Regions from separate parts of the Sus scrofa genome. Here region 2 is linked to region 1. A link is a contact called in public Hi-C data. All regions are on one chromosome and are shown on one strand. The core of a region is the stretch at or near the end of the contact, and the rest is flanking DNA. Distances in the headings are between cores, read along the strand shown.

The links. A called contact is a pair of places that touch in the nucleus more often than the background predicts.
Region 2: a Hi-C map of skeletal muscle shows a contact between it and region 1, with 4 times the contacts expected there. The contact joins the promoter of LOC110259951 here to the enhancer-like site in region 1. A contact is called at or near these places in 2 of 5 promoter capture datasets (fetal liver and liver), 17 of 47 Hi-C or Micro-C datasets (alveolar macrophages, brain, embryonic fibroblasts and 12 more) and 1 of 2 datasets of contacts at active chromatin or transcription factors (skeletal muscle).

Annotation. Positions count from the first base shown.
Region 1 is chr3:40,667,315-40,672,024 of Sscrofa11.1, reverse strand. The region is part of intron 2 of CACNA1H (voltage-dependent T-type calcium channel subunit alpha-1H); the gene reads left to right. Among named protein-coding and RNA genes, the nearest start is that of CACNA1H, 25 kb to the left of the region's middle. Within about 2 kb of position 2,059, at least 24 of the 83 cell types and tissues checked have an H3K27ac peak or open chromatin away from gene starts, as enhancers often do. A contact at or near this core is called in fetal skeletal muscle, omental adipose tissue, retroperitoneal adipose tissue and 2 more, where this site is marked.
Region 2 is chr3:40,735,990-40,740,699 of Sscrofa11.1, reverse strand. LOC110259951 (tektin-4) reads right to left here and starts at 2,635. Exons shown (of 6, transcript XM_021086872.1): 1 at 1,937-2,635. The coding sequence starts at 2,470.

The DNA.
Region 1 (4,710 bases), core at 810-3,309:
GCCCTCAGTTGAGGGGAGCCAGGGGTGGGGAAGCACCGTGCCCCATGGAACAGCAGGCAGGCCCGGCGGGCGCACTGTGACAAGGCCAGGCCCTCCTCCTTCTTAATAAATGCCCAGTTGCCAGGCAACGCTCGTGGGGAAGCCGGATTTGCAGGGAGCCGCCTGCGTGGGGTGGGGCCCAGGAACTGTGCCCCCCGCGGGGCTGCTGGCCCGTGCACCTGCTGTCAGGGTGTCAGGTCCCCACCGTGCAGAAACGTATGTCCGCACGTGGAGCGCGTTCCCATCACCGTCACTGGGGGTCCCAGATGTGAGCTGGGTCTTAACACAGAGACTGAGACCTTGGCGTCACCAGGCAAGGCGCAGAGGCGGGAGGGACGGGCCATGGGGGTCCCGCTTGGAGGGCAGAGCAGGGGAGGCTGTGCTGGGGTGCCGCAGGTCCGCTCACCCGCCTCTCCTGTGGGAAGGTCTTCCTGCAGCCAGCCGTCTGCAGACCCCGGGCCCCCTCTCCAGGGGCAGCCTGCCTGCTGGGGGGCAGGGCACTCCGGGCCGCGTTCCCATGGAAGGAGCGAGCAGTCCCCCGGGGCCGCTAATTCAGGCCACAGGCAGCTGTGCAGTGGCGCTGAGGCAGTTATTTCTGGCCCCGAGAATTCCTGCCCAGAAGCCTGTCCCCACGGCCGGGCGGTCGTCTTCCCCAGGGGCCCCTCCTGGCTCTGGGCCCCCGCCCACACCTTTCCCTTGCGGAGTTTGGGGACCAAGACAGGCGGAGGTGTGGCTGGAAGGAGGCTGTACCTGGCAGGGCTGGTCCCTCCAGGCTTCGGTCCCAGACACAGCCAGCCTGAGAGGGCAGTTCCCGAGGCCTCAGCGGCTCCCAGCAGGAACCACGCCAGAGCCCAGAGCCATGAGGAGGAGCTGTGGCCAGAGAGCTAGAGGAAGGGAGCGAAACGGGGCTGGGGGTCGGCTTCACTTTCAGACAGTGACACCCCTCGGGGAGGCTGCGGGCCCCCAGGGCACTTGTGCATGCTGCCACCAAGTGGCTGATGGGGTCTCCACGAGGCACTGGCTTTCCGAGGCGGTTGCTCGAAGTCACGGTGATGGAGCTGAAGACAGGGCCCTTTTCCCCAGTTGCACCCTGAGAAAACCCCGACTCAAGCTCTTTATTAAAGAGCTAAGCGGAGACGTTAGCACTTTTCCTAATAGCACGGTTTTTAGCAGCGGGCACAATGAGAGGGAGCTGTGGGCATGTGCTCCGGCTCTGCGGCTCCGCGAGCAAGGGAGCGGGGCTCTTCCTCCCTGAGAAATACGACCGCCAGCCCCAAGTCTGAAGGCCACGGCCTTGAAGATGCACACGTGAGTGTACAAGAGCATGTGTGTGTGTGTGCACACGAGGGACAGGCAGCACCCAGATGCACACACGCCCAGCGCACTCGCGCCAGGGGCACGGGCTCGCTCTTGCCGGGGTCTGGCTGCCACGTGCCGTCCCCGCCCCCTGGCCCTGCCTGGCTGGAGTCGAGAGGCTGCCCGCCGTCGCGTCCCTCCCTCCTGTGGCATAGGCTTAGCACAGACATTTGCCTGTGGGGCGTGGCCGTCTGTGCCCCAGCTGTCCAGAACGATGTGGTAATTGAGACCCGGTTCCAGGCACTGGGCTCCACTGCAGCCGGAGACCCAGGCCCTGGACCCCCAGCAGCCCAAGTGCCCAGGGGTCTGGGGCGTGGTGTGCAGACGGGTCAGAGCTGGCTTCCGGTGCGCCTCCGAGCACAGCAGCGGAAGCCTCCCAGGCCGCTGTGCGGGGAGAACAGAGATTTGGTCCTGGAAGAAGAAGGACGTTCTGGCGGCCACGGCTGGCCGCTCGCAGGGTGATGAGGTCCTGTCGCTGGGGCGGGTGGCATGCTCGGGTGGAGAGTGGGCTCGCAGCCCCCCAGCTCCTGGGGGAGGTGCTCTCCCAGGACCAGCCTGGCCCCCGGAGTCCCCCGCCCCCACCCCCGGCCCTCGGGTGACCTCGAGCCGTGGCCAAGAACAAACAGCTCCATGTTTGGCCGGCTCGCCTCGCTCTCCACCCGGCGAGCAGAGCCAGTGAGTCATGAGGCCCAGGCCCTGTGCGCAGGCGGGGGAGACTAGCTCCCTGCAGCAGGGGTCGGGCCAGGGTGGGAGCCCAGAGGGAGTCGGGGTCAGAGCAGAGGGACCATCCTGGAGGGGCCGGGAGATCCCGAAGCTGGGGCCCTCGCCCGCCTCGGTCCCCATATCCTGCCCCTGACTCGAGTGACCACGGAGCAGGAGAGGGGTGGGTGCTGCTGGGCCCCACAGTGGCCAGGCCAGTGGGCAATCCTCTGTCCCCGACGGTGCAGAGGGCCGGGCAGCGTGGAGCTGCCCGCAGAAGACCAGGACCCTTCAGGACAGAGCCACTGTGGGCAGGGAGGAACCTCCCTACAGCCACCGCCCAGCTACACACACGCCCTGCTCCCCGCTGGCCGCTTGGGTCCCCTCCCACCCTTCCCTCTCCCCAAACGCTGTGGGGTCCTCTGGACCCACCCGCTTCCCCAGTTAAAACCCTGCAGTGGCTTTCCATGGGGCAGGAGGGGGAGACTTGAGGCTGATCCACGGGGTCCCGGGCTGGGGGAGCCCCCTCCTTGGCCCTCAGCTGCCCCGGGGTCCTCCTCAGCTGTCAGCAGCTTGTCGTTGTGGCAACAGCCTCAGGGGAAAGAGAGAAACTTCTGTGGCCCTGAGTGCCAGCTTCCCCCTCCCCTTAGAGGCTCTCTTGAGGGACCCCTCTGGCTCTTTCCTGGGACCGGATAGCCGGATAGCTGTGCCCGAGCCCTGCTCTGGGAGCCCCGCGGGCTCCATCTGCTTCCGCATCCTGCTGGGTGTGGTTTGTCACCTCCTCCAGGCAGGCCTGGATGGCGCGGTGGGCTGGAGCCCCAGGCAGCTGGCTTGTCCTGAGACCTTGCTTCCCCCAGGCCCCAGGGTCAGGACCTCTCCAGGTCAAGGGTCACATGCTCTCAGGGGCAGGGGCCGATCTCTTGTCCTCGGCAGGCTGTGGCCTGGATGCCCCCAGGGGAAGGAGACAGCTGGCCCGGCTGCTGATGGGGCTGCAGAGACGTCTGTCAGCTTGGGGGACTCCTGGTGTCAGCCTCCCAGCCTCGGCCACACGGGCTTGGTCTCCGCCGGCTCCGGTCTGCAGTCCCCGAGGGCCTGGCCTAGGAGAGCCCCACCAGATGCCCCAGCACCAGTGAGCGTGCGCACACGTGTGCCAGGGGGCCCAGCGACCTGTTCTGTCCCGCTGCCTGGAGGCCCCCAAATCTACAGGTAGACATCCCATCCCTGGCTGGGCCCCATCAAGGCTGGAGGGCCCCTAATTAATGAACTACCTCAGTAATGAATTAATTAGCCAGGAGTGCGTGGAAGAGCTTTCTCCAGCCCCGGGGGGAGGTGACCCTGCCTTGGGGCTGCCCTGCTGTTCCGGCCTCATGGGAACAGCAGGGCGGCCCCAAGGCTGGGGGTCTGTCTGCCAGGACCCTCCGGCCACCCCTGGAGGCTGGCAGCAGGAATTGGGTCACAGCCCACCGCGTGCCTCCATGGCCTCATGCACCTGTTGGTTGAAAGGTTTGAGGAGCTGGTCTCTTGACGCAGACACTGCTGCCTGGTGTGAGGTGGTCTCTGGACCTTTGGTAGCTGGGCCTTGGCCTCCGTGGGTCTGGGAACAGCCCGGTTCTGGGTGGACATGTGGACGGAGGGGTCAGTTCCGGAGGCTGTACTGCGCCAGGAGAGGCCGGTTCCGGGGCTCTCTGAGCTTGCTGCCCGGCACCACCCATGTGGGGTATCGGCCGGGCTGTGGTTCAGCCTCAGCGGGTGGGGAGGGGTCAGCGCCCCTCCTCAGTGGCTCACAGGTGGTTCTTCCCCAGGAGGGGCTGGGTTTCCCCCACTGAGGCAGTTCAGGGGGGCGGGGGACACACCGGCAGGGGCGTGCAGGCCTGGGGCGCAGGGGAGGGGCCGCCCCAGGGCGGGGAGGGGTGTGCCCACCAGGGGCCCCCGCGGGTTATGTGTTTGAAGGCAGCCCCAGCGCGTGTGTCCCTGGACCAGCCTGGCATTCAGCCTTCACTGGTCCTCGCATCTCCCTGCCTGTCCAAGCCACTTATCCGCACGGCACAGAACCCGAGGAGGAACACTGGGGTGGGGGCTGGAGGCCAGCCGTCCCAGCCCCCCACCCCCACACGTGAGCCCCTGAGCGCCTCCCATGGGGGGTCTGGCTCGGCCCTGCCTGTCTGCCAGGAGTGGGAGTCACCTGGGCTCACCTCTATCCTCTGAGTCATGGGCTGTGGGGGGAGGACGGAGTGGGGGCTGCTTGGTGCAGGACAGACACAGGGAGCCCGAAAGCTGCTGCCGTCGTCCAGCGTGAGCAGCCTGGCCCGGTCTAGGCAGTGGCCATGGCCGGGCTGAGGAGGGCACGGATGCTGACCTGGGTGTGCGGAGCTGGAGCTCTGGGCCGCCCAGCCCGGGTTCCCTTTTTCCTGCTGTCAGCACCCCTCCGTCCCCCACCACCTGGGCCCAGCGACGCTTACACCAGGCTCTTGGGGGCTTGGTCTGAGCGAGCTGCTGGCCACAGGCAGGCTACTCCGGAGAGCGGCCAGTCGGGCCTTCTCCTTCCCCCCAGACCCTCGCAGCTCTGTCTGGTGATTGCAGGCAGACCCTGTGGGATCAGGGCCTCGTCCCCATACA
Region 2 (4,710 bases), core at 1,386-3,885, 68 kb before region 1:
GGCCGGGCTGCTGTGGCCCGTGGTCAGCCTCCTAGCCGCCCAGGAGGCGCTGAGATTTGGGGCGACACCCAGTGGAACTGGAGGATTGGCCAGCACCTGACCCCTGATGGTGGCCTCAGGTGAATGTCACCTTGCTGACCCCGAACTTTTGGAAATGAAGGATGACCCCACCTTTCTCACTGGATTTGTTCTGGGCTTTTGTGCATCTTGTTGCAGCCAGTACAGTGGCTCTTTCTTCTAGGGGCTTCTGGGAGCAGTGTGTGGGGGGCCATCCTGAGGTGGTCCCCATTTGCTGGGCGCTCAGCACCTCCTGGACTCTGGGGGCTGCCCTTCAGCCTGCCCAGGACCCTGAGGGCACCAGCCTGACTTTTGGCCCCTGGGCAACCTGGTAACAGCCCCTGAGGACCCGGCCACTGGGGACCAGGAGTCCTCCTGGGGTGGCCCTTGGGGCTTTGGGCTCAGGGAGGCCGTACATTACTGACCCTGAGGACACAAGGGCCCCTGTTTCTTCCCACCACCTTAACGGTTACTTTCTCTGAGTAGGAACTGCCTTCTCCCCTTAATTTGAATTTTCACCTCTGTTGGGTTCGAAGCCCTCATGTGACCAGGTCTGACCTGTCTCCCTGTCCTGGCCCAATTGTCGCCTGTGCACTGCTGGGTGATGGGGGGGGCTGCCTGAGGGCAGAGGGGTCGCTCCTGGAGTGTGGAGTGGAGTGGGGGGCAGAGGAAAAGCCTGGGGCCAGAGAGGTGCTGGGCTCCAGCCTGAGCTGGGGGTTTGCAGGGGGTACGCAGTGCCTGGCCTGGCCGACTGGCTCCCCTCATCTCACGAGTGCCCGCTGCTGGCAGCCAGTTCACAGGCCAGGCTTTTCCCTGCCAGTCTAAGGGGCCTGGCATGGGGAGCCCCCGACCCTTTGGGGGCTGCCCCAAGGACAGGTCCTGCCAGGTTCGGAGGGTCAAGGGCTCCTTGTGGGATGGACGTGGCCTCTACACTGTCCACACCTGCACGCTGGTCTGAGGCTTGGTTTCCAACACCCCAGTAGGGTTGGCGGGGGGGCATGCTGGGCTCCACTGCTGCGAACTCAGGGTCCTCAGGCTCAGTCTTAGTTTGCATAAGCCAGGGTGACCAAAGGGCCTGTCAGCAGGTGCTAGGACCCAGGGGTGACTGAAGGACTGTCCCGTGGGTGCAGGCACTCCCAGGACCCGGCAGAGAGGCTCTGCCCTTCCCCACACACGTCCCAAGCCAGGCAGCCGCTCCTGGGGCTCAGCTCAGGCCCTTTGTGGTTTGGGGCATGTGTGAAGGACCATCGGGGCATCATGGAACTGGCCAGGCCCTGCCCTGCCCCAGTGGCCCCCAACTGTCCCATCCTTGGGCAAACGTTCCAACATGCATCCAGGTGTGGATGCTGCCACGGCCTGGGCCCTGCCTCCGCCCCCAGTGTGAGCCGTAGTGGGGGCAGGGGCACAGCAGGAGCCCTGGACCCCCGACCAAGGTGAGGGGACATAGGCCAAGGTCTAGCCCCAGCCCAGGCCCACTCCAGGCCCAGTCCAGCCCCAGCCCAGGCCACAGTGCCACTAGCCTGGCTGGGCCCGCCTTGGAGGGAGCCTGGTTTTGCCCAGCACCCACTGTAAGGCCGGGCTGTGAGAAGGACAGGCCCGGTTTCTGGGGCCAGGGAGGGCACCTCCCTTCTGGACAGCATGAGCCCTGCCCCTGCCCCTGCCCCCTGCCCGGCTGTCCCAGACCTACACGCAGAGCCAGCTTCTGCCCTCTGCCTGCGTGTGTGCTGAGGGCTCAGGCTCCCTGTGCTGTGTGCAGCCACGTGGTACATGGGCACCAAGGCCTCTGCCAGCTGTGTTGTGGGGCACACGCCTTCCCACACTCCCTGGCGAGAGGTGGGGCGGCTGGGCTGGCCGTCCCCGGGACCCAGAGGGACCGAACCTTCAGCAGCTCCATCTCCACCCAGTCGCGCACGAGGTCGGGGTGCTGGCGGCGCTCCTGGCACTGCAGGTTGTCTGTGGCGATGGAGAAGGGCAGGGCTGTGGCGTCCAGGGCACGCTCCAGCCGCTGCTTCTGGGCCAGCAGCAGGTCGGTCTCTGCGACCAGCTCTTCCACGTGGCGCTGTAGCTCTGACTTCCAGCAGTGTGTGTCCTGCAGGTGCTCACCCACCTTCTTCATGGAGTCCTTCTGTGTGCGCTGTGCCAGCGCCTCCGTCTCAGCCACCAGCTGCTGGCTCTCGTGGCGCTGCTGCTCTGACTGGTCACGGTCGGCGAAGGCCTGATGGTAGCGGGCGTAGCAGTTCTGGAACCACTCGTCTGCCAGGTACTTAGCTGTGCGGAAGCCAGCAGTGGCCAGGCCAGAGGATGTGTGGGCGCCCGTGTTTTGGGCCACATCGTACAGCTTGCGGGGTAGCTGGCACGCCAGCACTGTCTGCGGGGCGGGCTGCTTGGTCGTGAGTATGTCCGTCTGTGCCATGGTGCCGCCCAGGCACAGGTAGGAGGGGGAGAGAGAGGAAGGCTGCTTAGCACAGTCAGCAGGGCAGCTCCGGCCACTCTGTCCCCAAGCAGGACGTGGCTCCCGGTCTCCTGGAGACAGGTACACATCAAGCTCTCCTGTTGCTAGGTGATGGGGACAGCAACCCCCCCCCACCGCAAGGCCCTCTTAAAGGACCAGGCAGGCCCCAGCCCTACCTGTCCTGGCCACATCTGTCACATGCCTGGCATACTTGGAGGCCAGCCCTGTCTCCTGCGTCTTAGCTGTCCCAGTGGGGCTTGCCCCCTGGGCACGCAGGAGTCTCTGATGGGGAGTTGGATTCACCTTCCAGTGGATGTGCCTGGAATCAGATGCCCAAATCTTCCCCACATGTAGGAGGCAGGTCTTGTCCTGGAGACAGTGTCTCCAAGGCCACCCAGGGCCTGGGAGTTGGGGTGGTGAGACACATCTCCAAGTACCCTGGGCCTGGGCCGGGAGCCTGAGCCCCTGGGCAGTGCCCAACATGACCAGCAGAGGGCACCATTGGCCACAAAATGCTGTGCCGCACATAGGCGCCAGGGTGCCAGTGGTTCTCTTGCCACAGCCCAGCCTACCATCTGGCCCAGATGACCTCCCCCGCCCCCCGCCCTGGCTCCTCCTGTGGGACACCCCCAGTCTTCACAGCGGGACATCCACATAGTGCCCCCAGCAGAGTCCATGGCCCCTGCCCCTGGGCCTCTCCCACCATGGCTCTGTCCCCTACTTGTGCTGCAGGAGCCCCTGGACCGCCTCAGACCCACCAGCCTGGGCTCGGCCTGGGCCTGGGCCCCCTGCCCTCCTCCCACAGGCGTCACCCTCAGCCAGCACCCCTCACTTGGCTGACGGCATCCATACCAGCCGGCACACAGTAGGTGCTTTATAAATGTAAGTTTTGGGGACAGCAGCCCGAGACCTCCCTAACCCAGAGCCTGTCCTTGGGGCTGACAGCCTGAACGACCTTGAGCCTCTCTGTGCTCGGTTTCCAGGTGGCAGGGGACACACAGAGCCTGCCGGGGTGGGGGCACAGGAGGGGCCACCGCCTAGCTTTTATTAGAACCTGCCCCTCACACACCGTCCTTTCCCTGTGGCCACAGCAGGGCGGAGCTGCCTGGGGTCTGACCCGGGGAAGCAGCCAGAACACGTGGGACCAGGACTGCACTCCCTGGCAGGGCGTGACCCTGGGGCATGGCGGGTGGGCCAGCAGGTGGCGCTCTTGCGTGAGAGTGGAAGTCTGACTCGCCTGAGACAGGCCACGGTCTTCGGGGTGGGCGCTCTGGCCAAACCGGCCCTGGCCCCGGCCAGTGGCAGACCCCTCGGCCTCCTGCCTTTTGTCCAGAGGGGAGTGGTGCTCGTGGGCTGAAGGCTCCCGGGACTCCCGGGTTGGATCTGGCCCTGAATTTTACCATGAGGCTGGACGGGAGGCCCCTGGGGCCTCAGTGTCCCTATTTGGGGAGTGGTGTTACCGGCCACTGCGTGGAGCTGCTGTGGGCAGGGCTCGAGTGGAGGCCGGTGAATGGTCGGCCCAGTGCCCGGTCCTGGAGGGCCAGCTCCTCCTCGGCCCCTCCCTGCCCCATGCAGCACCCCAACCCCCCTTGTGGGGTCTCTGGCTTGAATCCCCAACCAGGCCCACTGCAGGGGACCCGGGGAGCGAGGCTTGTGAGGGCAGTGGGTGCAGCCGTGCACAGGGGCGGGTGTGTGGCTTTATGAAATGTATTTTCCAAGTGGTATTTGCATCGGGAAAAATGAGTTTTGGGAGCTGCCAGGGCTGCCCAGCACCCTTCTCCCTACAGCACTAAGCCAGCAAGGTGGAGGCCCCAGCGCTCCTCCCAGGCTCCGCGTGCGCACCCTTGGAGGGACCCTCCCTTCCCCCAGGGTAGCCCTGGGGGTACACCCCCCACCCCAGCGCCTCCTTTTGGGGCCAGGCCTCTCGTGAACCCTTCCCAGGACTGCGCCCTGCAGCCTTGATGCTTTAGGGTAAACTGAGACGGGGGGAGAGGATGGCAGGGTAACAACGGCAAGGGTGCTGCACGGTGCCCAGGGGCCTCTTTTAGGGGAGCCACTCTGGACACAGCCACAGGCGGGCAGCACACAGGGAGGCAGGGGCAGAAGACACACCCACGCTGGCTCAGGGCGGACCCGGGACCCGGCAGGGGAGCAGCTCAGAGGACATGCTTCAGGCGTTTGGGAGGAGCCCCCTTGCAGGG